7 separate regions of the Mus musculus genome follow, and all the other regions are linked to region 7. Evidence: chromatin contacts called from public Hi-C, promoter capture Hi-C and targeted proximity ligation data. All regions are on one chromosome and are shown on one strand. The core of a region is the stretch at or near the end of the contact, and the rest is flanking DNA. Distances in the headings are between cores, read along the strand shown.

What was found. Promoter capture Hi-C pulls out the DNA fragments that hold promoters and counts their contacts. A called contact is a pair of places that touch in the nucleus more often than the background predicts. Capture Hi-C pulls out chosen DNA fragments and counts their contacts.
Region 1: a targeted proximity ligation map of embryonic forebrain shows a contact between it and region 7, with 7 times the contacts expected there. A contact is called at or near these places in 6 of 39 promoter capture datasets (the 3T3-L1 cell line, 3T3-L1-derived adipocytes, the C10 cell line and 3 more), 1 of 484 Hi-C or Micro-C datasets (embryonic stem cells), 6 of 130 datasets of targeted methods (embryonic forebrain, large pre-B cells, pro-B cells and 2 more) and 2 of 9 other capture datasets (adipose tissue and liver).
Region 2: a contact with region 7 is called in a Hi-C map of B cells, with 11 read pairs. A contact is called at or near these places in 8 of 39 promoter capture datasets (the 3T3-L1 cell line, 3T3-L1-derived adipocytes, cranial neural crest and 5 more), 5 of 484 Hi-C or Micro-C datasets (B cells, CD8 T cells, LSK cells and 2 more), 9 of 130 datasets of targeted methods (embryonic stem cells, forebrain, large pre-B cells and 2 more) and 3 of 9 other capture datasets (adipose tissue, liver and pancreatic islet).
Region 3: a contact with region 7 is called in a promoter capture Hi-C map of liver, with 8 times the contacts expected there. A contact is called at or near these places in 20 of 39 promoter capture datasets (the 3T3-L1 cell line, 3T3-L1-derived adipocytes, the C10 cell line and 13 more), 20 of 484 Hi-C or Micro-C datasets (adipose-derived mesenchymal stem cells, bone marrow-derived macrophages, cerebellar granule neurons and 11 more), 11 of 130 datasets of targeted methods (acute myeloid leukemia, cardiomyocytes, craniofacial prominence and 7 more) and 1 of 9 other capture datasets (adipose tissue).
Region 4: a promoter capture Hi-C map of liver shows a contact between it and region 7, with 4 times the contacts expected there. A contact is called at or near these places in 3 of 39 promoter capture datasets (the 3T3-L1 cell line, liver and pre-B cells), 1 of 484 Hi-C or Micro-C datasets (CD4 T cells), 2 of 130 datasets of targeted methods (astrocytes and pancreatic cancer cells) and 2 of 9 other capture datasets (adipose tissue and liver).
Region 5: a targeted proximity ligation map of pancreatic cancer cells shows a contact between it and region 7. A contact is called at or near these places in 7 of 39 promoter capture datasets (the 3T3-L1 cell line, frontonasal cranial neural crest, hippocampal neurons and 4 more) and 4 of 130 datasets of targeted methods (astrocytes, pancreatic cancer cells, stem cell-derived neural progenitor cells and 1 more).
Region 6: a promoter capture Hi-C map of liver shows a contact between it and region 7, with 4 times the contacts expected there. A contact is called at or near these places in 2 of 39 promoter capture datasets (liver and pre-B cells), 1 of 484 Hi-C or Micro-C datasets (B cells), 1 of 130 datasets of targeted methods (stem cell-derived neural progenitor cells) and 2 of 9 other capture datasets (adipose tissue and liver).

What each region holds. Positions count from the first base shown.
Region 1 is chr19:18,693,415-18,697,267 of GRCm38.p6, forward strand. Carnmt1 (carnosine N-methyltransferase 1) reads left to right here. Exons shown (of 8, transcript NM_026120.5): 6 at 235-348. Among named protein-coding and RNA genes, the nearest start is that of D030056L22Rik, 18 kb to the right of the region's middle.
Region 2 is chr19:18,668,721-18,672,329 of GRCm38.p6, forward strand. Carnmt1 (carnosine N-methyltransferase 1) reads left to right here and starts at 2,039. Exons shown (of 8, transcript NM_026120.5): 1 at 2,039-2,482. The coding sequence starts at 2,280.
Region 3 is chr19:18,566,893-18,570,639 of GRCm38.p6, forward strand. No RefSeq gene overlaps it. Among named protein-coding and RNA genes, the nearest start is that of Ostf1, 63 kb to the right of the region's middle.
Region 4 is chr19:15,983,315-15,986,954 of GRCm38.p6, forward strand. Cep78 (centrosomal protein 78) reads right to left here and starts at 1,675. Exons shown (of 15, transcript NM_198019.2): 1 at 1,299-1,675. The coding sequence starts at 1,566. C130060C02Rik (RIKEN cDNA C130060C02 gene) reads left to right here and starts at 1,761. Exons shown (of 3, transcript NR_045355.1): 1 at 1,761-1,978; 2 at 3,193-3,318.
Region 5 is chr19:18,809,753-18,813,305 of GRCm38.p6, forward strand. It overlaps Trpm6 (transient receptor potential cation channel, subfamily M, member 6), which reads left to right. Exons shown (of 39, transcript NM_153417.2): 15 at 1,927-2,061. Among named protein-coding and RNA genes, the nearest start is that of Gm41814, 62 kb to the left of the region's middle.
Region 6 is chr19:16,131,042-16,134,801 of GRCm38.p6, forward strand. It overlaps Gnaq (guanine nucleotide binding protein, alpha q polypeptide), which reads left to right and starts at 1,643. Exons shown (of 7, transcript NM_008139.6): 1 at 1,643-2,420. The coding sequence starts at 2,285.
Region 7 is chr19:17,392,622-17,396,503 of GRCm38.p6, forward strand. It overlaps Rfk (riboflavin kinase), which reads left to right and starts at 1,422. Exons shown (of 4, transcript NM_019437.3): 1 at 1,422-1,771; 2 at 2,577-2,728. The coding sequence starts at 1,690.

The DNA of each region.
Region 1 (3,853 bases), core at 1,112-3,611, 1.3 Mb after region 7:
ACTCTTTTAACAGTGTCATTTGCTAATATATAGTAATGTTTCAATAACGAATGATTTCCAAATTGATTACTATATATATTTTTCCTACAATCATTTTGAGTATATAGTGTTAATTATATCTATTCCTTCAATTAAATGAAACATTAATATGCTATAAGAGTTAATTGGCAAACTTAAAAGGTAAAAAGAAAAAAACAAAATAACAGATGCAGTGGTCTGATTTCTGTTGATTAGATGCCTGGGACTGTATTGCCACCTGCTTCTTCATAGACACAGCTCACAATGTAATTGATTATATTGATACAATATGGAGAATACTCAAGCCAGGTGGAATCTGGATAAATCTTGGTAAGTGCTTGTATATTCATTAACATTTTATATATCAGTCTGAGTATTTAGAGCTGTCTTTCCATACTTGAGAACATTGTAATGTTGTTGTATTATCTGTTAGACCATTTCCTAGTGGGTGTTACCTCCTGAAAGCAGTGGGAGTCCAAGCATTAGGGCCATTCTCGTATGTCAGTCTCCTGGGACTTAACTTCAGAGGATACTAAGTTTGATCTGCTGATTTAATACTTAGTCCTTTGTCTTCCCTCCCTCCATGTAGGCAGTGGTAGTTCATTCTGTTAAGAGACTGAAATGACAAGCAGGGGCCTGTGTGGATCTGCATGTATATGTTTTGGCTGTCAGCCTGGTGTCCTGGGGAGACTCCTAACAGTGGAGGGAGGTGTAGCTCTGATTCTTTTGCCTGCTCTTGAGAATCTTTTCCTCTTCTTGGGTGGCCTTGTCCAGCCTTGATGCTGAGAGCTTTGCCGTGTCTTAGTGTATCATGTTTATCCTGTCTGGCTGTCATCTCTTGGAGACCTGATCTTTTTTGAAGAGGAAATGTGGGGAGAAGGAAGGTGAGGGGGTGAAGATAGGAGGAATGGAGAAAGGGGAAACTGTTTTTGGGATGTATTGTATAAGAGAAGAATCTGTTTTCAACTTTTAAAAAGTTCACAAAATGTAAAACACAAAAACAGAGAAGAGAATGTTTTTATTCTTTTTAATCCTTGGAGGAAGGAGAGGATTTTACCTCGATCATAGAATTTTCTTCTCCAGTAGATGAGATATAATTTTTTTTGTTTTTGTTTTTGTTTTTTTGTGGGGGGGATGAAATAGGGTTTCTCTGTGTAGCCCTGGCTGTCCTGGAACTCACTCTGTAGACCAGGCTGGCCTTGAACTCAGAAATCCACCTGCCTCTGCCTCCTAAGTGCTGGGATTAAAGGCGTGTGGCACCACTGCCCAGCCGAGAAAGATTTTCTAACTACCATGAGTTTAAGAAGCAATAGAAATATAATTTCATGTATGCAAAATAACTTGTACTTTGAGCCTACTACTTGATACTAGAAATCAAATTATGATTGTGACTTGTATCTTCATCAATCTAAAAGAAATTGCCTGTTTTTTCCTCTTAAAGGTAAAAGAAGTATGGTAAAATGTGTGTTTAATATGCACATAACATAAATATACATAAAAGTGTGAATATCTTCCTTAAATGTGATGTATGCCCTATGTTCAGAAAGTTAACCAAGTTAGAATATAAGACTTTCATGATGAGTGTTTTGTTTTAGTTAGGGTTTTGCTGCTGTGAACAGACACCATGACCAAGGCAACGCTTATAAGGACAACATTTACTTGTGGCTGGCTTACAGGGTCAGTCCATTATCGTCAAGGTGGGAGCATGGCACCATTCAGGCAGGCATGGTGCAGGAGGTGCTGAGAATTCTACATCTTCATCTGAACGCTGCTAGGAGAAGACTTGCTTCCAGGCAGCTAGGATATGGGTTTTAAAGCCAAGCCCAGAGTGGTACACCTACTCCACACAAGACCACATCTACTCCAACTAGGTCACACCGTCAAATAGTGCCACTCCCTGGGCTAGGCATACTCAAACCCCACAGTGTTCTACCACAGAAAAGGACAGATACATAAAATACCTGCTTTATTGTTGAGGTTCTGTCAACTGTACTGTGTAATGATTTTATTTTTACTACAACCTTTTGTCATCAGGACCAGGATTTGAAATAGTAAGTCTTCCCATGTTGTCTTTAGAGTTCTGTAGGAATAGATGAGAACAACTGTAAAATACAGTCATCATTAGATCCAAATACCTTAAATCTTAGAGCTTTAAAAGTAAATGCCTTGGGAAACTTAGACCAAGGAATGATTGAAGGATACTTCTGAGAATCTATTTGTTTACTGTGACTTAAGTACCTTTATAAATACTTTAAATTCATTGCAACCTTATCTTGTGTTCCGTTTTGTGGTTCTAGAGTTCAGAGTAGGACCTGGTGCACCTAGACAAGTGCTCTTATCACTGAGCTACATCCTCAGCCTCTCAGAGCAGCTCTAATGGGAAGGCACTATTTAAATAGTAGAAGGAAATGAGTCTTGGCTTAAATAACTAGCAGAATGATCCTGTAGCTTACTTAAGGCAAGAGGCAGACTCACAGCCTGAAACTGTCAGGCTATGACATTGTGTTTAGCCTTAATATGACCCTATTATATGTTTACATAACTGAAGATTTGGATCCTACTTGAGTTATGATAAGATTTGCTGTCTTTCTAAGGTATTTGGTTTAACTCGTATAAAAACTGAACACTTAACATGTATAACAAATGCCTGAAACAGTGCTGGCCCCCTTATAAGCAGGAGAGCTGCTAGCTAAAAGTAGTTGTGCTATGTCTAATATGTCATAACCAACACAAGTCATGGAGCAGGTAGCTTACAAGATGACAGATCTTCTAGTCATATAGCCACAGGGTTTCAAAATAATTTGAGGAATTAGAATAATGGAAAAACTCACATTAGTTAATACTTGACAAATAGAATATTTTGTATATATAAGTTAAAAATACTAAAAGTCATAATCAGAGCTGGAAAAATGGCTCAGGAGTTCAGCTGTTCTTAGAGGACTAGAGTTCATTTCCCAGCACCCACATCAGGTGACTCAACCACCTGTAACCCCCGGTCCAGGTACCTCTAGCCTCCACAGATGCCAGCACACATGCTCAAATACTCACACATGTACACCTACTTAGAAAAAAAATCTTTAAAAATAATAGAAGAATCTAGTTTTCCTTAAACATTGCTGTATTCTGGATGTCACCACTGCTCTATTTTCTGTACCATGTGCTGGGTTCTTTACTCCGTTCCTTCTGTCCAGTTGCATGGTTTCCCCTACTGCTTTAAATTCTCCATCAGTATGTCTGAACTAAATACTGCTTTGTGTGCCAAGACAGTTTTCTCTTACATAGATTTAAAACAACAACAACAACAGAGTCTCATCATGATTCTGCTGCCTCTCTGAGACCTTTCTATTCTGTGATCTGCTCAGACTACCTCAACTAACACTAGGAAACCATCTTTGTGTTGTTGTTAATTAGGCCAAACTACTAAAACATTGCCTAATAGATCTGATAAAAAAGTTTATTCTGGAGGGTGGAGAGATGGCTCAGTGGTTAAGAGCACTGACAGCTCTTCTGAAGGTCCTGAGTTCAAATCCCAGCAACCACATGGTGGCTTACAACCATCCATAATGACATCTGATGCCTTCTGGTGTGTCTAAAGACAGCTACAGTGTATTTACATAAAATAATAAATCTTTTTTTTTCATAAGTTTATTTTGTCCTAGATCTAGAGATAAGGTTCCAGGGATAATGTGTTAGCTGAGTTGACCTTGGAGAAGGCGCTCTTCTTTTGTAGCCACAGGTTGTACATAGTTATTGTCCTTGTAAAGGTCACTATTGCTATGATGAAACACCATGCCCAAAGCAAATAGGGGAAGAAAGGGTTTATTTGGTTTTACAT
Region 2 (3,609 bases), core at 789-3,288, 1.3 Mb after region 7:
CAGAACTAGTAATGGCTAAAACTATAAGGATTTACACATAATTTCCAAACATTAGTGAAGAAAAATGGGAATTAGAAAATCTGGAAGAACAAATGAAGTGGGGTGGATTGTGTCTGGATATGAAGTATAGGTGACTAGGAACAGGATAAAGAGATTACATTTGTACTCCTTTGCTTTCTTCATTAGATGTTTGAACTATGTTAGTTTGTCAGTCTTAAATCACTGAGGGAGTGGTATAAGTCTTTTTTTTTTTTTTTTTTTTTTTTTTTTGGTTTTTCAAGACAGGGTTTCTCTGTATAGCCCTGTCTGTCCTGGAACTCACTTTGTAGACCACGATGGCCTCGAACTCAGAAATCCACCTGCCTCTGCCTCCCGAGTGCTGGGATTAAAGACCTGCGCCACCACGCCCGGGTGGTACAAGTCTTTAATCCCAGCACTCAGGAGACAGGAGCAGGTGGATCTCTGACTTTTTTGTCTGTTGTTTTTGTTTGGTTTTTCAAGACAGGATTTCTTTGTGTTGTCTTGGCTGCCCTGGAACTAGCTCTGTAGACTATGCTGGCCTTGAGCATACAGAGAGCTGCCTGCCTCTGCCTTCCCAAAATGCTGGGATTAAAGGTGAGCCATTACTGTCTGATGGGATCTCTTGAGTTTTAGGCCAGCCAGGAGTACATAGTGAGATTCTACACCTTCCCCCCCCCCCCCCCCCCCCCCGCCACACACACAGAGGGCGGGGGAGGGGGGGGAGAGAGAGAGAGACTGAAACACCATCCTCTAATTCCTCTGTTGGCACAGAGTGCTACCAGTCTCAGGTTTATGAGAGCATCTGTATGTATCCACTTTGACAAGACTGGAGTCCAGATGGGCAATCCCTGCTGAGGGCTCTACTTCCTGGGACATGGTATCCAGTTTTATGACAAGATACCAAGTGACAGGGCCATTGTTGAGAAGACCCTATTCACCTTATTTGGGGAGACAGGCACTGGCAAGAGGCAAGGGCTCAGAGCAGTGTTTGTAGAATTGGAACTCAGTCACGGATGAAGATCACACTAACGCCTACTGTCAGTTCTTCTGTTGTGAGGTGTCCACCAGAGAGGACTGTTCAGACATGGGTTTAAGCCAATGGAAAGCTCGATTAGCCGGCCATTGACGACACCGGATGTTCGGGATCCCAGTGTAGCAGTGAGCCTCTTGCAGGATGACCTTTATACACAAAAATTATGTTTTGGGTTGACACACTAAAGTTAGCAAGAACAGGTAGCCAGAAGCAGACGTCCAAGAGCTAAAAAGCAAGTACATTTACAGACTTCCCCGGAGCTATGGACTTTGATGGATTCAGCCTTTGTTTTACTTTGGCAGTGGTGCTGTCTGTGTGCTGAGTTTTACAGCCTTAACGGCACTTCATCATAGATTCAGGTGAGCTAAGGTCTCAGGGCCTTCTAAGATCTGGGGCTCTGCTACATTTCTATCTCGAGTAGCTCATCACAGGCGAGGAAGATGCTATGCTGCCAGTAACTATTCCCATAGCCATGACATCCTGAGCAAGGAGGTCACTGATGTCATTGTGGAGTGAATTTACAAGACGAGCGACCAGCTCACAAACCTTCAGGGCTTGCTTCTCAGTTTTCTGAAGGTTTGATTGGAAACACTGACTCTGGTTCATCTCCCAGCTAATGGAATGTCTTCTGATTCTGCAACTTGGACTTTTCCCTGAAGCACTCTTAATTGTGCCTTCATGGGTGCTTAAAGGGAATCCACTTAGAAAACGAGTTTCAAGGGCTAACTTAAGACCTTGCCTTTTTGAGTTTCTAAAGTTAAAACATTCAAAATCAATTCCTGAAAACCCACTTTTTCTTTCTCTTGCCCTTCCTTTCCAGCCTCAGAGCCCGTCCCACTCCAGCGGGCCAGATTCGTGGCCCCGCCCACTGGCTCTCATTGGTGCCTGCTGCTCTAGCACCGCCCCCAGCAAAGGAGCTCCTCCTCCAGCTGGCCCTAGACCCCGCCCTCTAAGCGTATTCGGACGTCAGCGCGTCGTAGCGGAAGCCCGGCAGCGAATGAACGCGGGCGGCCGCGGCCTTAGCCTGGTCGTCGGCGCGTGCGCGGGTCCCGAAACCCTGGCGGAGCGCAGCGCGAATGGAGGCCTGAGGGCGGCGGGGGCGGGGCGTGCCGCGAGCGGGGGCCTCGGCCGCGGCCGGCGCCGTCTAGAGGAGGCCCGGCCGTTCGCCACCACGCACTCGGGAGCCGGGAAGCGCAGGCGGGTCACGCCGTGGGCCGCGGCGGCGATGCAGCGACGACAGCGCGCTCCGCCCGCGTCTCAACCGGCCCAGGACGGCGGGCGAAGCGAGGACGTGGAGGTGCAGTTCTCCGCCGGGCGTTTGGGCTCGGCCGCGCCTGCGGGGCCCCCGGCGCGCGGCACCGCCGAGGACGAGGAGCGGCTGGAGCGCGAGCACTTCTGGAAGGTCATCAACGCGTTCCGCTACTACGGGTAAGGCGCGCCCGCCCGCCCGCACGCCGCAGTCTCGGGGCCCGCCTCGTGGCTGGTTCGCGGAGCCCGCGGTCACCTGCGCGCGGGCGGTCCCGTGGGGCTGCCTCCCACCTCACCCGGAGCCGCCGGAGCGAGTGTGCACTTTTTGTAGAGAACTGAACGGTGCTGCCGAGTGGCTCTGACCGGATGGTGGAGGGAGGAAGAGATCCCGGAGTTGCAAAATGTGCATCTTGGTAAGGAAAAAAGAGAGCGGGCACCGGAGCCGGCTTTATGTTCTTGTGGTCTGCGAGTAAGTACGGAATTCCTCTCGTGGGCTAGGCATGGTTGTGGGACTCTTCTGTAGGCTCTCCATTCGTATCGCAGCTTCCTAACTTCTACATATGGTCTGGATAGGTGTTCAGATAGCCCAATGAGAATGCCCAAGTACAGATCTGTTCGCGTCTTCGTGCACCCGGGGTTTTGGGCAAGGAGAGTTAGTACATTTATATCCGTAAGCGACACAGTCCACTGTGTTCTGAACCTGTGGTTAGAACCAGAGAGATGAGCGTGACCTCGTGTGCGGATCAAACCAACCTAGGTGGTACTCTGTTGCTATTTGTATTACAGTTGTTTATATATGTAACTCTTTGCCCAGGTCTGACTCCCATCGAGGGCAAGGACGAACCTTACTTTTATGGCACTGTGTTTGGCAATGCTGTTGAAGCTCTATTTTAAAAATAAAACATAGTGGCAAAAGAGGACACTCCCCCAACAGCCCTAATCAGTCTTGCGCGGTGGTTCTATTACTTTGTTACTGTTTTGAATTGAACAGTTATTTAGGATCTGATGGTTACAGAGTGTCAGGTATGGCAGGTGTGTGGAACCCAAGGCCTCAAGCTCTCAAGTTCTAGGCTCACAGGCAGTTCTTGAGTCAAAGACTTCGATGAAATAATTTCCTAATTGAACTCAGAAGTAGAGGGTATTTTCTGATAGTGCCACATTTTACTGTTGCAAAACATAGATTCTGGGAAACACCTTGGCATATAGTAGTAGGCTCGGTTAAACATATGTAATTATATTCAGTTTTAATATATTTGGAGCCTGAGATTCTATTATTAGTTATTGGATGGGCCATTGGTCTAGGGTAG
Region 3 (3,747 bases), core at 554-3,053, 1.2 Mb after region 7:
ATTTCACTTCCTGGTGCCCCTTTATTACCATACATTTTATATTTTCCTTTCTCAGTGTGCTCCTTTTCATTAAAACACTCTTCATAAAAGTGAACCTTAATAACCACACAACAGAATTTGTACCAGGCTGTTTTGGGACTTCCTTTATCAGTGCAATTAATCTAAATCATTTCTCCTTAGCCTCAGGCAGACTATTCTAACAATGACAAAAATCAGCCATGTTCTTCAGCAAAATATCACAGAAACAGTCTCTAGGCCACATACCTAGGCAGTATCCAGGCAGATGTGGGACTGGAAAAGCTGAGAGTTCTATGTTTTCATTCAAAGGCAGCCAGGACTGGCTTCCAGGCTGCTAGGAAGATTCACCTGTTGTGTTGCTCCCACCCTCTATCTGGCAAAGGCTTAACCAATGTTTAGTCTACACTCACCTGAATAGCCATAATTACAGAGAACCTCAAGGGCTAAAATAGAGTCATCTGATACTTGCTAACTCAAGTCAGTATACTCATCTGAAAAAGTCTCAGTTATCCACAAACCTTGGTAAGGGCAGAACCGTGCCTTCCCTGTAACCCAGTCATATTTTAAAATCCCAACTATCAATACATATTTGGAAACAGAACCTTGAAAAAAATGATTAATTTAAGTAGAAGCCATTGTGGTGAGGCCAAGTACAGTTTACTGCTTTCCTCAAAAGAAAGAGAAAGGTGGTTAAGGGGCCGTGGGTAAGAGAAAGAGGGAAGTGGGTAAGAACCCGTGTCCCATCAGAGTTCTGGTGCTCTCGGCGGTGGACGCAGGGGTGGCACTCCACCCAGGGAGGAAGACAGGAGAGGGCAGGGGGAGAGGGGGGGCGCTGGATGGTTCCCACTCAGGCGAGAGTCCTTAGTCCAGTCCATGGCTGCAGCGTAGGAAGGCCTTCTGGCGGGCACTTATACGCAGCTCGTTAGGAGAAAGCCTATCCCATTGTTCAAGCATGGTGGGCCTTCATGATCAGAGCTAGTCTATGGTTTTAGAGCTTTTTTGTAGAAAGGCAGGGGAAAAGAGAGAAGGTAGAAAGAGAGAGAGAGACCGGGCATGGCCACATGGAGAGAGGGGAGAAGGGAAAGAGAAAGAGAGCTAGAGAATAAGAAAGGTGAAAGCTTAAAGAGAGAGAGAGGTGGGGCCAAGCAGTCTCTCTTATAGTAGGCTGGGCTATCTTCCTGTTGTTAGGTAACTGTGGGGAGGAGTCTAGCCAGAATGCCACAAGCTTGGGACATTGTCTACGTGACAGATAACCACGCGCCTCTCCTGTGGGGGCTGTGGGGACAGTAACTTTGACAGGAGCCAGGGGTCCAGGAGACTTGATTGAATGCCTTCTGTCCCATGTAGGTGGAAATTACCACCCACCAATCCCACCGGGGGTTCAAGACCTATGCTCAACTGGAGACCAGGCTCTCTGTGCATAGCCCATTGCCCCACAGGTGGTCATGCAGAAGAATAACTGGAGTACACATTCACAGAGAAGAGACATGTGCTAGCATACTGGGACCGCAGCCACTGCCAGTCTGAAGAGCAAACAATGTGGCCTCATTTTCACAGCCTCTGAGCTATGAAAAATCATGCCCCAGAAAACTAGGCAAACCTTCAGTGTAATGTCTCATTGTTATGCCTTGCTTTTTCCCACCATTAAATTCCACCCACCAAATAGAAGGCAGCTGTGACCAAAAAACGGGGCTGGTGTATTGGCTTCCTGGAGCATGGGACTCACACTCATGAGAACGATGACATGTCTCAACTAAGGTCACTAGGGGAGGGTGCTAAGGGGCATGGAGGTTTGCCAAAGTGTGGATTTCGGGCAAAAGGAAAGGGGCAAGGTCTATGTAGAGACATCAGAATTGTATGAGAAGGAGGAAAGCCGGACAGTCGAGAATCGTATCTCTAAGTGGTAAGAGTCCTTTGCAATTACTAGAAAGCATTTGAGCATTTGTCTTGAACTAAAGGTAAATAAGCTGGTGCTAAAAGCTTATGCTGCAAATGCAGATCCTTTGGGCTTAGGCAGTCTTGACAGCCAGGATGGCTTCTGGGGGCAGTTGTGCAACTTGTGGCTTCTGTTTCATTTCTTACCTCTTAAAACGTCTCTGTGCGTTACTCAAGTGATCTGAGTGGCTATCAGAGACCAGTAACCATTCCATTAATACAGGGAAAGGGGGGACAGCTTACACGCTGGGTATCTCCAAAATGTCTCAGTGGTTTATAAAACTCTGTGATCTGAAGATTAAAAACAGGCAATCTGACTTCTGAAAGACTCATGACCTTTGGCAAGTTTGTATTTTTGTGTAAACTGAAACTCAAATAGTACAATTGATTTGCAGCTTAGCTCAAAAGTTTGATGTGAGCTACAATCAAAGCTTGACTCAGTTCCCATCACCCTGGCTAGCTAGTCATTTGGGCAAATTAACACCTTTGGGTCAAGTTCATTACCATCAAAATGACATAATAGCACATCACTCCTAGGGTTATTGTGAGAATTAAGTAGCATGGGAAATGTAGTTATGTGACACACATAACAGATATCAAATAACCATAAGAGTTGGTGGCTTAAATATGGCAATTTTATTTCACTCACGGTTTTGCAGATCAAGATTACAGTAAAAGATTGCCTGAGTATTCACACCACTTCAAGTATCAGCTAAGGTGATTTCTCAAGGGTTGAAGGATCTGAATCCAAGATGGCTCCCTTCTGGACTTAGGACATGCTTGTCCTAGCTGTCAGAGGGAGATGACCAACAGCTTTCAGCTACAGGCTGGTGTCCTCCCCAGGGGGCTACTCTGGTTCCCTGCCTACTAGGTTCCAAGAGACCTGAGCAGAAGCTGGCTGACTTCATATAACATAGCCCTAGTTCCCAGAGGCCCACATCATTGCTGTCTACCAGTGAAGCATGTCCCGAAAGTCATCAGAGACTCAAGAGAGTAAGAATTAATCTCTACTTTTCCCAAGTGAAATGGTAATTTGGGCCTGTCTAAAATCCAGCCCCACTTCTGAAGTGTTTACTACACTAGCCACCATTCTCTGAACTATTGCGACCACTGGCTCTTACCAGAAAGAAGACAGAAGAACACCAGGCAGTTTTGTGTCTTAAATTGGCATCAGAGAATCAAAGAAAATAAGAGGTAGAGATTGGAAAGGACCATAGTTTAACTGTTCTCTAGACACAACAGAACAACTGTACTCATGAACTCAGGTCAGCTCTAGTTGCTTGCCCAAGATCAACTAAGTCACTATTCTAGCATAGCAGAAAGAGTTCACAGGTCTCTACTCCTCACCTGACAATCTACCCACAGTCCTTGGCTTCTGGAGAAAAGTTGGTTTTCTTTCAGGGTGTGGCCCCTACTAGGTCACCCATATTAAAATGGATTGTCCCACACCCAGGAGTTTATATGTGCAGCACAAATTGGATTATAGTTGTTTTGACAAGAGGACACAAAGTTGGGGAGAGGTGGAAGAAGGTGGTTATGGGAGGAATTGGGAGGAAGAGCAAAACTAAAATTAATAAATAAAAAAAATGGTAGCCTGAAAGAAACAGTGTTGTTGCTGTGATATATCATACCCTGTGATTTTCGGGGCTTTAGAAATGGTTTGTAGAAGAATGTGGGACAATTTTGAGTTGCGGGCTAGAGACTCACTAGTGATATTAAGAAGAGCTTAATGGGTGGCTTTAGTGGGCAATTGAAAGATTAGAATACTAACAGGAAGGGATGCAGATATTAATC
Region 4 (3,640 bases), core at 425-2,924, 1.4 Mb before region 7:
GCCCAGTAGTTAAGGGCATTTGCTGCACTGGAGTTCCGTGATCCCAGAACCCACATAAACCAGGCGTCAGGAGCAGGACTTCTAACTCCAGCATGGAAGGGGCGGAGTCAAGAGAGCAGTTGGGGCTTATTGGCTTCCAGCCAAACTAAGAAAACAGACCCTGTCTCTCTCAAAAAATAAATAAATAAAATAAAATAAAAAATAAATTTAAAAAATGGGTGAAGAGCCATCAAAGGACACCCAACACCCCTTTCTTGTTTCTGAGTGTGCACATACGCCAATACTAAGATACACAAACACACAAATATGCAAATCAGTAAGGAACATATATATTGGATGGTAATTTTTTTTTTTTGGCTTCTGGGCGGGTGTTCATGAATGACCATAGAAGCACCACAAAGACTTGGCTGGGAGTTACAAAAATTCAAATGAAAGGAACTTGTAAATACGTTATCTGCAAATAACCAGAGTCAACTGTTTTACAACGGGTTCGTCAAAAATAATAGTTCCAGTCGGGCAGTGGTGGCGCACGCCTTCAATCCCAGCACTCGAGAGGCAGAGGCAGGCCAGACTCTGAGTTCAAGGCCAGCCTGGTCTACAGAGTGAGTTCCAAGATAGCCAGGGCTACACAGAGAAACCCTGTCTCTCAAATAAATAAATAAATAAATAAATAAATAAATAAATAAATAAATAAATAAATAAATAAAAGAAACAAATAATAATAGTCCCTTGGGCTGGAGAGATGGCTCAATGGTTGGACATACTTGCTGCTCTTGCAAAGGATGCGAGTTCGGTTCCCAGCATCCATATGGTGGTTCACATATGGACTCCGACCTCTTACCCCCTTTTCTGTACTCCGCAGGCACTGCACACACATAGTGCACATACACACGCGAAGGCAAAACCCTCAAATATTTTTCTAAAAATCAAAAAAGACGTCCCTGATTATTTTTTTGTTATACATTTTTTTCTTTCCATCTTTAACCTTCTCCTTTTCTGTATTAAACTTGCAATTACGAATGAAGGGAGATTGTACATTTAAACCCCTAAAAGAAGAGAGGGCAGGGACCATTTGCTAAATTATCACGCATATTCCCCTCGGGGTGCAGAGTTGGTCATCCTCGCTGTAATAAGGGGCAGTGTCGAGTTCTACTCCCTAGCTTGACTACTCCAGACAACGGACCGAGGCGGCAACCTGCAAGGGAGGCGGCGGCAAAAACTCCTTTGTGGCTAGGTGGAGGCCGCTTCGCAGGCTGATCCTGCACCGGGCTCCCACTTCTCCGACCAAACCCTCGCACCTCCGGACCGCAGAACTGTTTCCCCGAGCCACGGCTGGAAGGAGCTCTTGATGGCCACCAGCGGCAGGTCGCGGTTCACCCTGAGCGTGCTGAGCAGCGGTGCCCAGTCCACCGCGCGCAGCCGGTCGGCATTGAAGTCCAGCACGCCGTCCCGCAGGCAGGCGCGCACGGCGGGCAGCGGCACGGAGTCCTGCAGCGCGCACAGGTACTCGTAGTGCGAGAAGAAGTCGGCCGCGCAGTCGCGCCGGAGCTTCACCGAGTCGATCATGACCGGCAACCCCGGGGACCTCCACCAGCCGCCCCGCGCCGCCTCCCGCCACGCCTCGGGCGGTTAGCGCCCGCTCTGGGAGCCGCCGCCGCCGTTCTAGTCACCGGCGAGCTCCCGCGGGCGACGTGCGCATGCGTCGGCGCGCTCGCTGTGCGTCAGAGCGCGGGCCACGCCCACCCGGGCTCGCTACGTCCAACGCGCCATCAGCTGGAGGCGAGTAGATGCTCTGCAGTGAGCGCGCCTCTGGGTACCAAAAGTGAGGTGCAATGGAGTGACGACCTGAGAACCGGGCTTGACCTGAGAACTGAGAAGCGGGTTTAGCCTCGAGAAGACTGTTAGAAGCGCTCAACTGTTTATGCTTCCTCACCGAGAGAAGTCACAAGAAGAATTTCCCAACACGTATGCAAACCAGGTGGCTTCCTTCCTCTCTTCTTTGGGTTAGGCAAAGCTAGAGTTTAGCTTAGTATCCTCCATTGATGGTGGATATTTCTCTCCCTCTCTATCTCTCTATGTGTTGTTTGAGACAACGTTTCTCTGTATAACAGTCCTGGCTGTCCTGGAACTCACTTTGTAGACTAGGTTGGCCTCGAACTCTTACTAGTTTTCAATGTTAGTACTCTAAATAAACTCGAAGACGACTCCTGTATCACAGAGAGACCATAATTTCATTACGGTTTTATTATTAATGATTTTAACAGAGTTAGTAACATTGAGCATAATAGCTATGGAAAGTGAACTTGGGATTCACTCAGCAGTGGTTAAGTTGAGCTATTTTATTCCCTATGTCATGTTATTTAGTTATGCATTAAAATGAATTACTTTGAGCAGAAACAAAGTGAACTCTGGGTAATAAATACATCAGTCTGTTTTATTCTTTTTAAGGATTTATTTATGGGTACGTGCCTGTATGCTATCTGTGTGCAAGTGTCCAGAGTGACCAGAAGAAGGCATCAGATCCTCTGGAACTGGTGTTACAGGTGGTAGTGAGCCAGTCAGTGTAGGTGCTGGGAACCAGACTCAGAGCCTCTGAAAGAAGAGCTGTCTCTAGCCACCATTTCAGTTACATTTGTAAAAGATTTGCTTATATTTTTATTCAGTGTGTGTGTGTGTGTGTGTGAGTGACACGTGTACACAGTGCTTAGGGATATCAGAAAGGGGCGTCAGATGCCTTGGACCTGAAGTTATAGGCATTTGAGACATTTGTGACCCACCCACCATAGGTGCTGGGAATGGAACCCAGTCCTCTGGAAGGGCAGTTAAGTGCACCTAAGTGCTAAGCCATTTCTCTGAAATACTTTAAAGCACATTTATAAATTCCTGAGGTATGAGTTTGATTTTCTGTTTATAAGGCATACTATATTCAAGAGACATTATGAATGACAGGCTAAATGTCCACAGTTAAGTCTTTTGTGTCCTCATTCACTTCTTTTAAAACATAAGTTTGTTGTTTTTAGTCTGTCATTGGTAACTGCGAAGTGTTCTCGTAAATGGAAGGCTCTATTCTGGCTTTTGTTTCTTTTGGATGGATGATGAAGATTGTGGCTAACACTGATAACTAGTACTTTTTATTTCTGTAGCATTGTTTATTTATTTTATTTTATTTTATTTTATTTTACTTTGATACAGTGTCTTGCTACGTAGCCTGGCCTCTTCTGGACTTCGTCATCTTCTTTCAGCTTCCTGAGTGCTGGGATTATAGGAAGGAGCCACTACATTCAGCCAGTCAGTTTAAATAGAGTTCCACCTTTCCCCGTAAGAAATATACTGTTACATATCTGCTTTACAGATGTGCAAAGTGATGAATTGTGCAGTTAGCATAAATCCTGAGAACTAGCCAGATGTCCTGAACTTGTATCCAGTCTCTAGAACAATGACAGTCTCCAATCAAGCTTTAGACACTGTGTTCATAACATTCCTCTCCCACTAACTGAGTTCTACAACCTTTTTTCAACACTACAGACACCACCCACTCCACTAAGATTTCCTAGCTATGGACAGTGAGTTTTTTGTACAATATTTAAAGTAAAATAGTGAGTTAGTTTACCCACCACCTAGCTTGGGAGGAAACATCACC
Region 5 (3,553 bases), core at 754-3,253, 1.4 Mb after region 7:
TCCCAGGGGCAGTAGCTTCTGTAATGGGCCTTCTACTTGAGGACATATGTCTCCTGATGTACATAGAGTACTGTGCTAATGTTTTTCATGCTGGCATGAAATGAATAAAAAACTTTTCCAAGAAATATATTGATTGAATAAATTACTCACAATATAAAGCAGGATGTTGTATGTGCTATATTGTCATAGAAGCGGTGTGATGAATCTGGCGAGAGAGCAGGTGCTTCTTTTTTTTTTTTTTTTCTTTTCCTCTTGTAGACAAAGTGGTCAAAGGTCAAACACTTAATAGATTTACTTATGTAAACTAACAATGGCCTATAGTCTGGAGACTGAATATTGGGCTAAAGATGAAGTGATTATCTTGGAAGATGAAAATGGAATGAGCTTAAAAAAGAAATGCTTTGACAGATGAGAATATGTTTTCTGTCATAGTTTTGGGGTACCATGATTGCAAAGGCAGAGTTGCCATCATAGACCCGTAGCCACGGGAGCCTCATTCTTTTTAGAGATATAGACACCAGAAAAAGATCACTGGACGCGGATGTTGAGAGAAGAGTGCTAACAGAGAATGCCGTGTTCAGATCTCAGGGTGGGGTTCTGCAGCAACGCTGAGACCTTTGTCGTGGGTGGACAGGGATAAGAGTGGAATGTGGCTTGAGAGGAGGTTCCATGAAGGATATCCAGCTACTTTGGACCTTTATAAAGAATTGGAGGAAGTGATAACCCCATTTAAGTTTAGGAAGTGAACAGAGCAACCCCCAAACCATGAAAAACACATGGAAACCCTCATCTTGTGGAGGAATTAACCTCTCCTAAGATTCTGGAGGCTAAAAGACACCCAGTGTCAGCCACTGCCTTTAAAAAGAGTGACACTGCTATACAGCAGTGGGGACAATGTCACCATATGACCTTGGTGAAGCCATTTCCCTGCTTACTAAGAGGCTCCATTCCTGTTCTTTCCGTAAGTGGCCCATCAATATGACATGTCCCATTTCACTAGTTGCTTTCCCCTAAGGATAAAAAATAATGCGTCAGAGTATACTGCAAGCAGACCATAGTGCTAACAGCTACATGGTGTGGAGTAGCATGGTCTGACATAGGCTCCTATTTGTCTCCTTACTTGGTATATGAAACATAATCTGTGTTCCCACTCTTCTGTCTAAGAACTAGGCATATTAATGTCCTGTTCATAAAATTGTGAGAATACCAACAACCCTCCAATCCTTGAGCAAGCTTTGAGTGACTTAGCAACAATATTCACTATGATTATTAGCATGTTGATATGGTTAATTCTCTATTACAATAATGATGAAATAACTTGGGTGTTTTCTCTGAAGTACTGACTTTATTCTATGTTCACTTTTTATCCATAGAACACAAAGTGAAGGGGTTTTCAAAACCTATGGTTTGTATCCCAGGCTCTTAAATCAGTCCCGATTTATTTCTGTTTCTCCTTGCTGATGCTTCATTTGATGGCCATGCAATGGCGATATCATATATCACCTGGAAAAATTCCAGAACTTTCTAACTTCATTTTAACCTTGTGAATGGAAACTTCTTCTTATCAGCACTATAAAATTTTATTACCTGTTTTGAACTAGAGTCGAGGCTAGAACATCTATTGACTCTTAAGGAATTTCCACATAGGAAAGGAATTCAGATGCGTAATATGGAACAAAAGAGTATGCTTTCTCAGATGTCGGGAAATAGTGTTTATCAGAAGGAGACTGGGAGATGCTATTGTGTGAGTAATCTCCAGAGACATTAATTATTAACCCTGGACAAGAGACAGATGTGTTGAGTATTTGAGAAGACATACATTTATCTTTCACTGTAGTCTGGAAAGAAAATGATATCACTACAATAACCTTTTTTGTTTATCTCTCTTTTGTTTTCTTTAATAAACAAAATGACAATATATACCAGAGTGTGAGCAGCTTTGCTCAGGGCCTCTCCCAGCACTCTCTTCATCAGAGACATTCACTGAGAAATAGAAAGGAGTCTTCTGAAAGCACACTGCACTCCCAGTTCTTCAGGACGGCCCAGCCCTACAAATCCAAGGTACACTCCTTTGTTGGTAGAGTTGAAAACAAAGTTGGTTTTGCAGACTGAGATCACTTCTTTATTGACACTGGAGACAGGGGAGTACCAATGAAGAATCATTCCCCAGCATCATAAATAAACACATGATGTTATTCACAAAGATCACTGCTGATCCTGCTGGTCTTCAGCAGTACAGGGCCCTGACAACCCAGCGAAAGTCTGTGCTTGCCTCTCAGGTTCTCTTCCTGGTTTTCACCTCTGCCCTGTGCAGTTGGTGTCTGAGGCAGGATGTGTATGCCATGGTGTTACGTACTCATTAGCCTGCCATGACACTCTTAACCTCCCCACTCAAGCTCCACACCCTTTGTAGCTCTCTGTTCTTGGGAGGTGGTCCTTTTGTATCTTCCTTTCCTCAACAAAGTTTTTCTGGAAGTTAGTTTTATCGTAATTTTCAGTATAACAAAGATGTTGTTTGTGGGTCTTTAGCCTACTCTTTTCTGGGGCAGAGTGCTTTTGCTTAAGTATTTCCATGGAGATCATGAGTTGTTGGCTGGAAGACGCTTCCTTTCCACTGCTGTTGGCATGGCCCTTAGTTACCATTAATGAGCAGATTATTTTTTTAATCTATTGAAAGATAGGAGAAGCACTCTAATAGTTTTTGATAGGATGCCTCAAATTTTCAACGAATTGTTTAAAAACCTCTGTTATTTTTGAAGCCTTATGCTGAGCGTTTGGTTTGCTTGAGAAGGTGAGCGGGTAGAGGTGGATGACATGGTCACTGAGAAATAGTTCTGCATTTCTCAAGGTGGTAAACCTTATACAAGGCACCGATTCAGAGAAAGGAAGCTGTACAAAGGCACACAGGGAATTTGGGTGATCTGTTGGGTGAGCTTGCCGGGGGAACAACGTTGCAGAATAAAATAAAGCCAACGGATCCATTTGAATGTGTGACTGGAAGCACCAGTGACACTCTTCAAAGTAACAATGACAAATCACCTTGTTAATGGAGAAGTAGAGAACTTTTAAAATATAATTCTTACTTACCCAAATAGATTACCATTGAAGTGCACACCGTGCTGGCTGGTTTATCCTATGACATTCTACATGCTTTGGAGACTAGGTTTAACGGCAGAGTTAGGATTAGGTTTGAACTCTGTCCTCCTGGCCTCCTAAGTTCTGCATTGTAGTTCAATAAAACATGTAGTTTGGTTTGTTTATTTGTTTCGTTGTTTTATTTCTGGGAATTGAGCCCAGGGCTTTGTGCACATCAGTTGGTCACCATGCTACAGAGCTCCATCCCCAGCTGATTACTTTTGTATGCCCTTAGACAGTGGGCACACTGGGTCAGGCTTACTGGATAGTTTTTACTAACTGTTCCGCTATGGTAGATATCTGGGCTCTTTGTTCCTTTTGCTTTCTTTTTTGTTCAGTGCTGGGTTCTAACATAGGTAGCAGTTATTTTAAAAAGTGTCTCTAGGATACTTTTAGCTGTGTTACATTTAGCTGAACA
Region 6 (3,760 bases), core at 393-2,892, 1.3 Mb before region 7:
GGCTCCTTAGGAAACCAGACATGAAATGTTGATCGTTTTGTTTTCCAGCTTGTTGTGTCTCTCTAGGACACACACACACACACCCCACCCCCACCCCCACGAGGGGGGGCTGGGTATTACTTGCAATTCTTGCCCAATTCTTCTATTTTACATTTCTGCCTTGGACTCTGAATCTTTAGTATCTAAATATTCATTTTCACAGCTAGTCTACACCAGCTCTGATGGTATTCATATAAAAGGGGTGAGAGGTTCACCTTCTTTGCTTCTTTGCTTCTTTGGCAAGGTATCTTTTTTAAAAGCAGAGTATTACATACAGACTTTACGTCCACAACTCCATCTGAGTCCTGGCATAGAGGCTGAATGTATGCATGCAGTGTATCACGGGGGTGGGGGGGTGGGGGTGGGGGTGGGGGTGGGGGTGGGGGATGGGGTGGGGTGGTGGTGGTGGTGGTGGAGAATAAGGCAAACCAGAGGAGAGACCTTGAAGTCCAAGACTTGTTTCATTCTTAAGTTGCAGCAATGGGTATGATCTTACATTGCAGCCCAGATCAACAGGAGCAGTTTATGAAAAGCATGAAATGTGGAGGCGCCCACTTCTATCTATAAAGTCAGGAAAAATAGTACGATTCTCCTCTTGATGTTTGAGACACACTGAATTGAATGAACCTTTTTTTTTCCCCAATACAACCTTGAATGAACAAGATATTTTCTATTTATTAGTAAACCACCTCAAATTAGAAGTATAAAAACCAAATAGAATTTTGCTCCAATGATACTAGTTTCTTCACTTTCTCCTATTTTATTCTCTCTCCCTCCCCCTTTTCTTTGCTACAAGGTCTCATACTGCTCAGGAAGCAATTCTCCTGCCTCAGCCTGTGGAGTGTGGAGTTTATGGGTGTGAGCCACCATATCTGTCTCTTTCATTTCATTCTGTACTACTTGGCGTTCTCCCAGAAGTCATCCTTAACTGTCACGGTGTAGAAGGGTCAATCCTACATTACCAGACTGTTTAACGTAGTGTGCTGGTAGGAAAACAGAAACCACCTCAGTGACCCGAAAAGTTGGAACGGATCAGGAGGCTCTTGGAAACTTGGGCAGCTTCTTTTTTTCTCTTTAGGATTCAGATTCCTATCTGGAGATAAGGAGGACAGTTCCGTCCACAGATCCCTCAGTAACCCCCAGAGAGCCAGTGACAATCCTTTCTCTTCCCTAGTAAAGAGCATCCCATCTTCTAAGATGGATCTTGGGTCAGAGGCCACTCGAGGCAGCTTCTTCCCAATGGCGTTTTAGAAATAGGAAAGGGCAGCCCGGCTGCAGAGAGGCCCGGAGCGCAGCGCGTGGGCTCCCGGCAGGGCTCCCGCAGCGCCAGCGGCCAGAGGGCAGGCCGAGGCCGCCATATTCTCGCCGACCACGCCCCGGCAGCCCAGCGGCAGCCGAAGGTCGGTGTCCGCCTGCCGGACCCGCTCCAACGGCCGTGACCGCCGCGCCGGAGCTCGCACAGAGGGAGGCGGCCGGCGAGCGGGGCGGGCAGTCGGGGGCGGGGCGAGGAGAGCGCGAGCTGTCCAGGAGGGGCCGCGGTCCCGCCCCTTGCGCTGTGCCCGCCCCCTGCGCCCGTCCTCCTCCTCCTCCTCCCGCCGCCGCCGCCCCCTCCCGGATCTGTGCTCCAGTTCAGAGAAAGGAGAAAATGTGTGTGTGTGGCGAGGGGGAGGGCGAGCACTGAGCAGCCGCGGCGCGCCTGGCAATCGGGCCGGGTGGGCGTCCGGCGGAGGCGGGGGCGGAGGCGGGGAGCGCGCGGCGGCCGGCTGCCCGGTTTGCGAGCGAGCCGAGTGGGCGCGGGCAGGCCGAGGGCGCCCGGAGCCGAGTCAGGCGGCGGCGGCGGCGGCGGCGAGGAGCGGGCGCGCCGGGCGCGCTGAGCCGTCGGCGGTCGCTCGCTGCGGGGCCGCCTCGGTGGATGAGCTCGGGCCGCTGGGCGCACAGCCTTGGGCAGCGTCGGCGGCGGCGCCTGGAGGGCCGCGCGCTCTCCGAGAAGGCGGCGTGTGAGCGCGGCGGGGCGCGGCGGCCTTTCCTCGCGCGTCCCAGGCTCCCGGCCCCGCTCGTTCCCGGCCCGCCTGGGCTGCGGGCCCGGCCGCCTCCTTTACCGCGGCTCCCCTGAGCTCGTCCCTGACGCGCGCCCGGGCGGCGGGGCTCCGCGGCCGCCGCTGCCTCGGGGGAGCGAGGGCGGAGGGCGTGTGTGCGCGCGTGTGAGCAGGGCGCCGGCGGGGCTGCAGCGAGGCACTTCGGAAGAATGACTCTGGAGTCCATCATGGCGTGCTGCCTGAGCGAGGAGGCCAAGGAAGCCCGGAGGATCAACGACGAGATCGAGCGGCAGCTGCGCAGGGACAAGCGCGACGCCCGCCGGGAGCTCAAGCTGCTGCTGCTGGGTGAGTGCGGCCCTTGGGCCCCGGTACCCCCCGCCCCGGCTCGCCGCTGCCCTCCCCACGCGCGTCCCCGGCCGGCACCCGCACCCGCACCCGCGCGCGCGCACCCAGGGGCCGAGGGCCGGGGCTCCCGGGCGCGGATCCGCGGCGTGCGCCTTTGGTGTCAGCTAGGGCCGTGCTCGGTGCACAGCGTCTGCGGGACGGCTGAGCGTCCGCGCGAGCGGCGCGGGTGGGCAATGGCGTGCAGTGCGGTGGTCGGCCAGCGTCCATTGTGGCGCGTTGTGGGGTGGAGAGGGAAGGGTGGAAACGGGGAGCAGACCCCGGTCTGGATTCTGCTAGGAAAGGTGCTGAGGAAGCCTTGGCTGGCGCTCCAATAAACCCGGGTTAACGTACTGGGCAGGGGCGGGGCGGGAAGACTAGCCCAAATGTGCTATACTGTAGCCACCAGGCCACTGACAGGAGTGACCCCAGAGAGTTGCATGGCCAGTGGATGGTGACAGGCGTCTCTATGAACCATTCCTTCCGGATAAAGATGAAGGATCCGGGAGTGTTGTACTGTGTGGTTGTTGACAGCAGACGGGTGTCTTTTGTTTAATGAGGCGACCCAGATGTATGCCTGAATTCACAGCAGTTTCTACTGGAAACCAGCGCAGCCTCTCAGTTACTCTCCTGGAAACAAACAGAAACCTTTTGTTTAAAACGGACATTTTAGTATCTTGCCATCTGGGCTCCAAGAAAAAACGGGAAGAGTGAGAGAAAATTTCCCTCTGATCGCGTTTAAAAAAACAAAACAAAACAAAACAACAACCCAACATTCTCCCTTAACATGAAATTAGCAAGAAAATGCTATTTTCAAATAGGAGCTATATTGATTATTATCTCCGAGAGAGTGTTCGGAATCAAGCGATCAGGGTCCATGTACAAGCTAGCATGACATAACTATTGCTATTGTGGTAGGAAGCAAGAACTGCTTTGCAGGAACAGGCCTGAAAAATGTCTGCACTTGTGTTTATTTGTTACCGCTTCACAAACATTTCTGTAAGAAAAGAATGTTGCATTGTTGGGATTTGAGAAGACACCCCCCCCCCCCCCGTTTTTTTCTTTTCATTTTTCTTTTTTTTGCTATCTGGAGCATTCCATGTGCTGGCTCCAAGAACCCATTACCTTGGGGCCTGGCTTGCTTATCGTCAGGAGCAAAATATCATAATCACACATGGTTCCCAATGCTGTTCCCTTCCCTTAACCAAGGTCTTTATATTGAAATCCAGTTAGGTAAATGTGCACATATAATGTGTTCATAAAGACTAGAAGGCAAGGGGCTGACTAGAAAGATGGGTTTCAGG
Region 7 (3,882 bases), core at 172-2,671:
ACACCTTCACCTCTAATCCAGATTTAATTTAGAAGGCAGAAGCAAGCAGATCTCTGAGTTCAAGACCGGTCTGGTCAATAGGGTGAGTTCCAGGACAGCCAGCGCTGTACGGGGAACCCCTGTCTTGAAAAACCAAACCAAAAGAAATACAAAACCATCTATCTTTATTCCTCATTTTATCTCAGTTCTCTCACTCCCTTAGAGCGTGGACTTGGTGGTATAAAACCCAGCATGATGTATCTGGTTCTCACCTCCCTGTGTGCTTTGTCACTGGTGATGAAGAAACTGAAAACTACCATTCTAACATATCAACTATTTGGAATGAAAGACACCTGGAAGACAGCACTAAAAACATTCTTACCCAGTTGTGTTAGTGCATGCCTATAATCTCAGTACACAGAAGGGCTGAGACAGAGTTGTGAGCTCCAGGCCAGTCTGGAATAGAGCCGGTATCCAATTACCACCACCTTCAACAAACAAAGAAAAAAGAAACCGCCCCCCCCTAAGCAGGTAAGTGATTACATTCTTAGTTTCTTAGGTCTCTGTAGCCCGTGGTCTCTGCATCTGACTCCTGGCATTATAAGTATGCACCACCATGCCTGGCTCACACTTTTAATATTGCCAGGCAACCTGTTAAGTAGTTTTCTTTTTCTGTTTAAAAAAAAGTATTTATTCACCTTACGTCCCAATAGCAGCGCTCCCTTCTCCCAGTATCCCCTCGCACAGATCCTCCCATTTAAGTAGTTCTCATATATTGGCTGCTCAAGGAAGCAGGGTCTGCATTCAAATTCTAGTTTATCTAGGGCTAGCGTGAGCTTGCAGCCACAGTCATTTAAACTTTTCTAAAGACTTCTGTTAGAGTGTTTACTGGGCGAGTGTCCTATGGGGCCCGGGGTTACAGTTTCCTTCCCGTTAATTCCCTAGCACCTTGGTAGTGTGCTTTGTTCTTTCAACACATATTTGTTTTATGCTGGTCTGAAGGCAGTGAGTTCTCTCAACTGATTGTTCACAGTCAGTTACAAATACCTGTTTTGTGTTAGTATACTAGAGTCAAGGAAATGAAACGTTATCAAGAATGTTCCCAACATAGAGAAAACATTTTTTAAGATCAGCTGAACATTCTCAGAGTTACATACGAGTAAGGGAAAAGAAAGTGATTGCAAAGATTGGGCAGAATTTTATTCAAAATTGTGGAGGAAAAGAACAACTTAAGTTATCTTGTGAGCAACGCTTATTTCAGCAAAGCCCAAACTCAGAAGCTGAAAAGGCGACAATTAGAGGCTGGGCTATGGGTGAGGGCGGGGCCACAGAGGCGAGGGCGGGGCCTCAGCCGCAGGAGGTGAGGACGGTCCGCACTACGATGTCGGCGAGCGGGGCGCGGCTTCTGGGCGGGTCCGCAACGGCGGGGGCGGGGCTACGGCGGGAGAGCAACGGAAGCCGAGCAGGCCGGTCGCCTGGGCCGCAGACCTGTGCATTCGCCGCGGTTGTCGTAGTTCCGGCCGAGCGGCCGCTGGGATCTGACGGCTGGGTGCTATCCTGCGGGCAGGCACTGGTCGCGGCAGGTGTCTCGCTCCGCCGGCCCAGCTCCCGCGGGATCCCCCGGCTGGTCCGGGCCCCGGCGCCGCACTCACGGCGGCTCCGTCGCAGGCACGGAGCGAGGAGCAGCCCGCGTCCTCCGAGGTCAGCGTCATGAGGAGCCTGCCGTTCTTCTGCCGCGGCCAGGTGGTGCGTGGCTTCGGCCGCGGCTCCAAGCAACTGGGCATCCCCACAGGTGAGCGCGTCGCGGGGCCGTGGAGCTCTAGGCCGTGGGCAGGGGACCCGGCAGCCGCGCTCCTGCCGCTAGCGACGAGCTGCGCAGCCCCGTCCGGGAAGGCACCGCAGGTTGGATTGGCCGAACTCTCAAGCTGTTGAAAGTTCCATTCTAATGATGCTACTGTGTAGTGATCAATGACAACACGGGTAGTTCTATGAGAGCCGACGTTTATTTGGTCTGACTACGTAAGTTTTAGTAATCAAGACTTGATTGTCCATTCTTAAAATTGATGCCTTGGGCTGTGCCTTGACCTATTAAGTCAATCTTTGAATTGGGGATTTGGGGTTGTGTTTTTTGAAAATAAGAATCTTTTAAAGTGACTCAGCCTACTTAGGGGCGTTACTAGGAAAAAGCAGGGACTTTTGCTTGTTTTAATTCAAACAGATAGGGTCTCGCTCTGTTTCCAAAGGCTTCCTCCTACTCCCTGAGCTCTGGGGATCTCTCAGGGGATCTCTCGTAGCCTCCCAAGTGGAGGACTACATGGGTAATTTACGATAAACCTCTGTGTTTATTTCGTGTCTTTGTTTCCACTTGGGCATTTTCGTGTGGCTTTTTGGGGTGGAGGGAAGAGATTTATACACTTGCTTTGTGCCTCACTTGTAACCTGTGCTGTCTGAAGAGAAGAAATTCAAGTCGGAATGTGGAAGGTTGGAAAACAGAAAGATCCTGGGAGTGTAATGATTCAAGTTAACGTTTTAATATGTTTTTAATCAATGTTTAATGTGAATCTTGTAGCAATGAATATCTGTTTACTTCTATTTAGCCAATTTTCCTGAACAAGTGGTGGACAATCTTCCAGCTGATGTGTCTACTGGCATTTATTATGGTTGGGCCAGCGTTGGGAGCGGCGATGTCCATAAAATGGTGGTGAGCATTGGATGGAACCCGTACTATAAGAATGTGAAAAAGTCCATGGTAAGAGTCACATCTTGCTCTTTTAAATGCACACAGAACCCCTCAGCTTAAGGGTTTCACAGTTATAGAGGCAGGTGGATCTCTGATATTCAAGGCCAGACTGGTATATATAGTTCCAGGACAGCCAGGACTACTAGAGAGATCGTAATTCAAACAGACAAACAAATAACAGGAAGAAAAGTAGCCTGGGCTGTATGCTAACTGACATTCCTTCCTTCCACTTCATCCCTGCCCCGCCCCCAGCATTTATTTACTTTTATTTCAATGGGATAGTTTTCTCCATGTTTTTATTCTGTTTCTGTGAATAAAGAGTCTCCTCATAAGGAGCATATAGTTGGATTAGGTTTTGTAATAGTTTTCTGCTAATCTCTCTGTGTTTTGATTGATAGCCGTGAGCCATTTAAATTAAATATTTAATTTTTAATTGTGGGTGTGCACATGAGCTCAGGTGCCCATGGCGGCCAGGAAGGTTGGATCCACTAAGAGCTGGCGTTAGCCCAGGCTGTCCAGCTTCAGTGCTGGGAAGCAAGCTCTTGGGTCCTAGTGTGCTGTTAGCTGCTGAGCTATCACTTCAGCCCTCCATTTTGGTTTAAAGCCACACCGTTGAACACGCCTGTCATCCAATGTAGGAGGGAGAGGAATAGAGCCTGGATTGTGTTGTGAGATCCTGTCTCACAAGAGAGTAGTTGCTAGAAGGAAGGATTGCCATTGTGTCGCTCTTTGTTTTCAGTGTGTCCTATAAGTGGGCCTTTTCCCTCATCTTTCAAAATTACCTGTTTTATTCAGTCATTTTTATTGGTCTCACTGTGTAATTTTACCTGGCTTGGAACTCCCAGAGATCTAGCCACATGCCTTTGCCTCTGCCTCTACCTCTCCAGTGCTGGGATGAAATGTGCCATCACGCCCTGTTGGTTTTGTCTGTTTAAGGGTCTATTTAAGCTTTATGGACCACCTAACAGACTCAAAAGTGAGGCCCTTTTAAAAAAAGCATTTCTTTGCATCATTGATTGCCTTAAGACACTGCTTACTGTAGTATGCTTTAACCTCATCCCTCTTCTCTCCTGCTCACTCTTTCTTTCTTGTTGTTTCATTCTTCCTTTTTTTTTTTTTTAGCGTTGCTGGGAATGGAACTAGGCTTCATATTCAGGGCCACA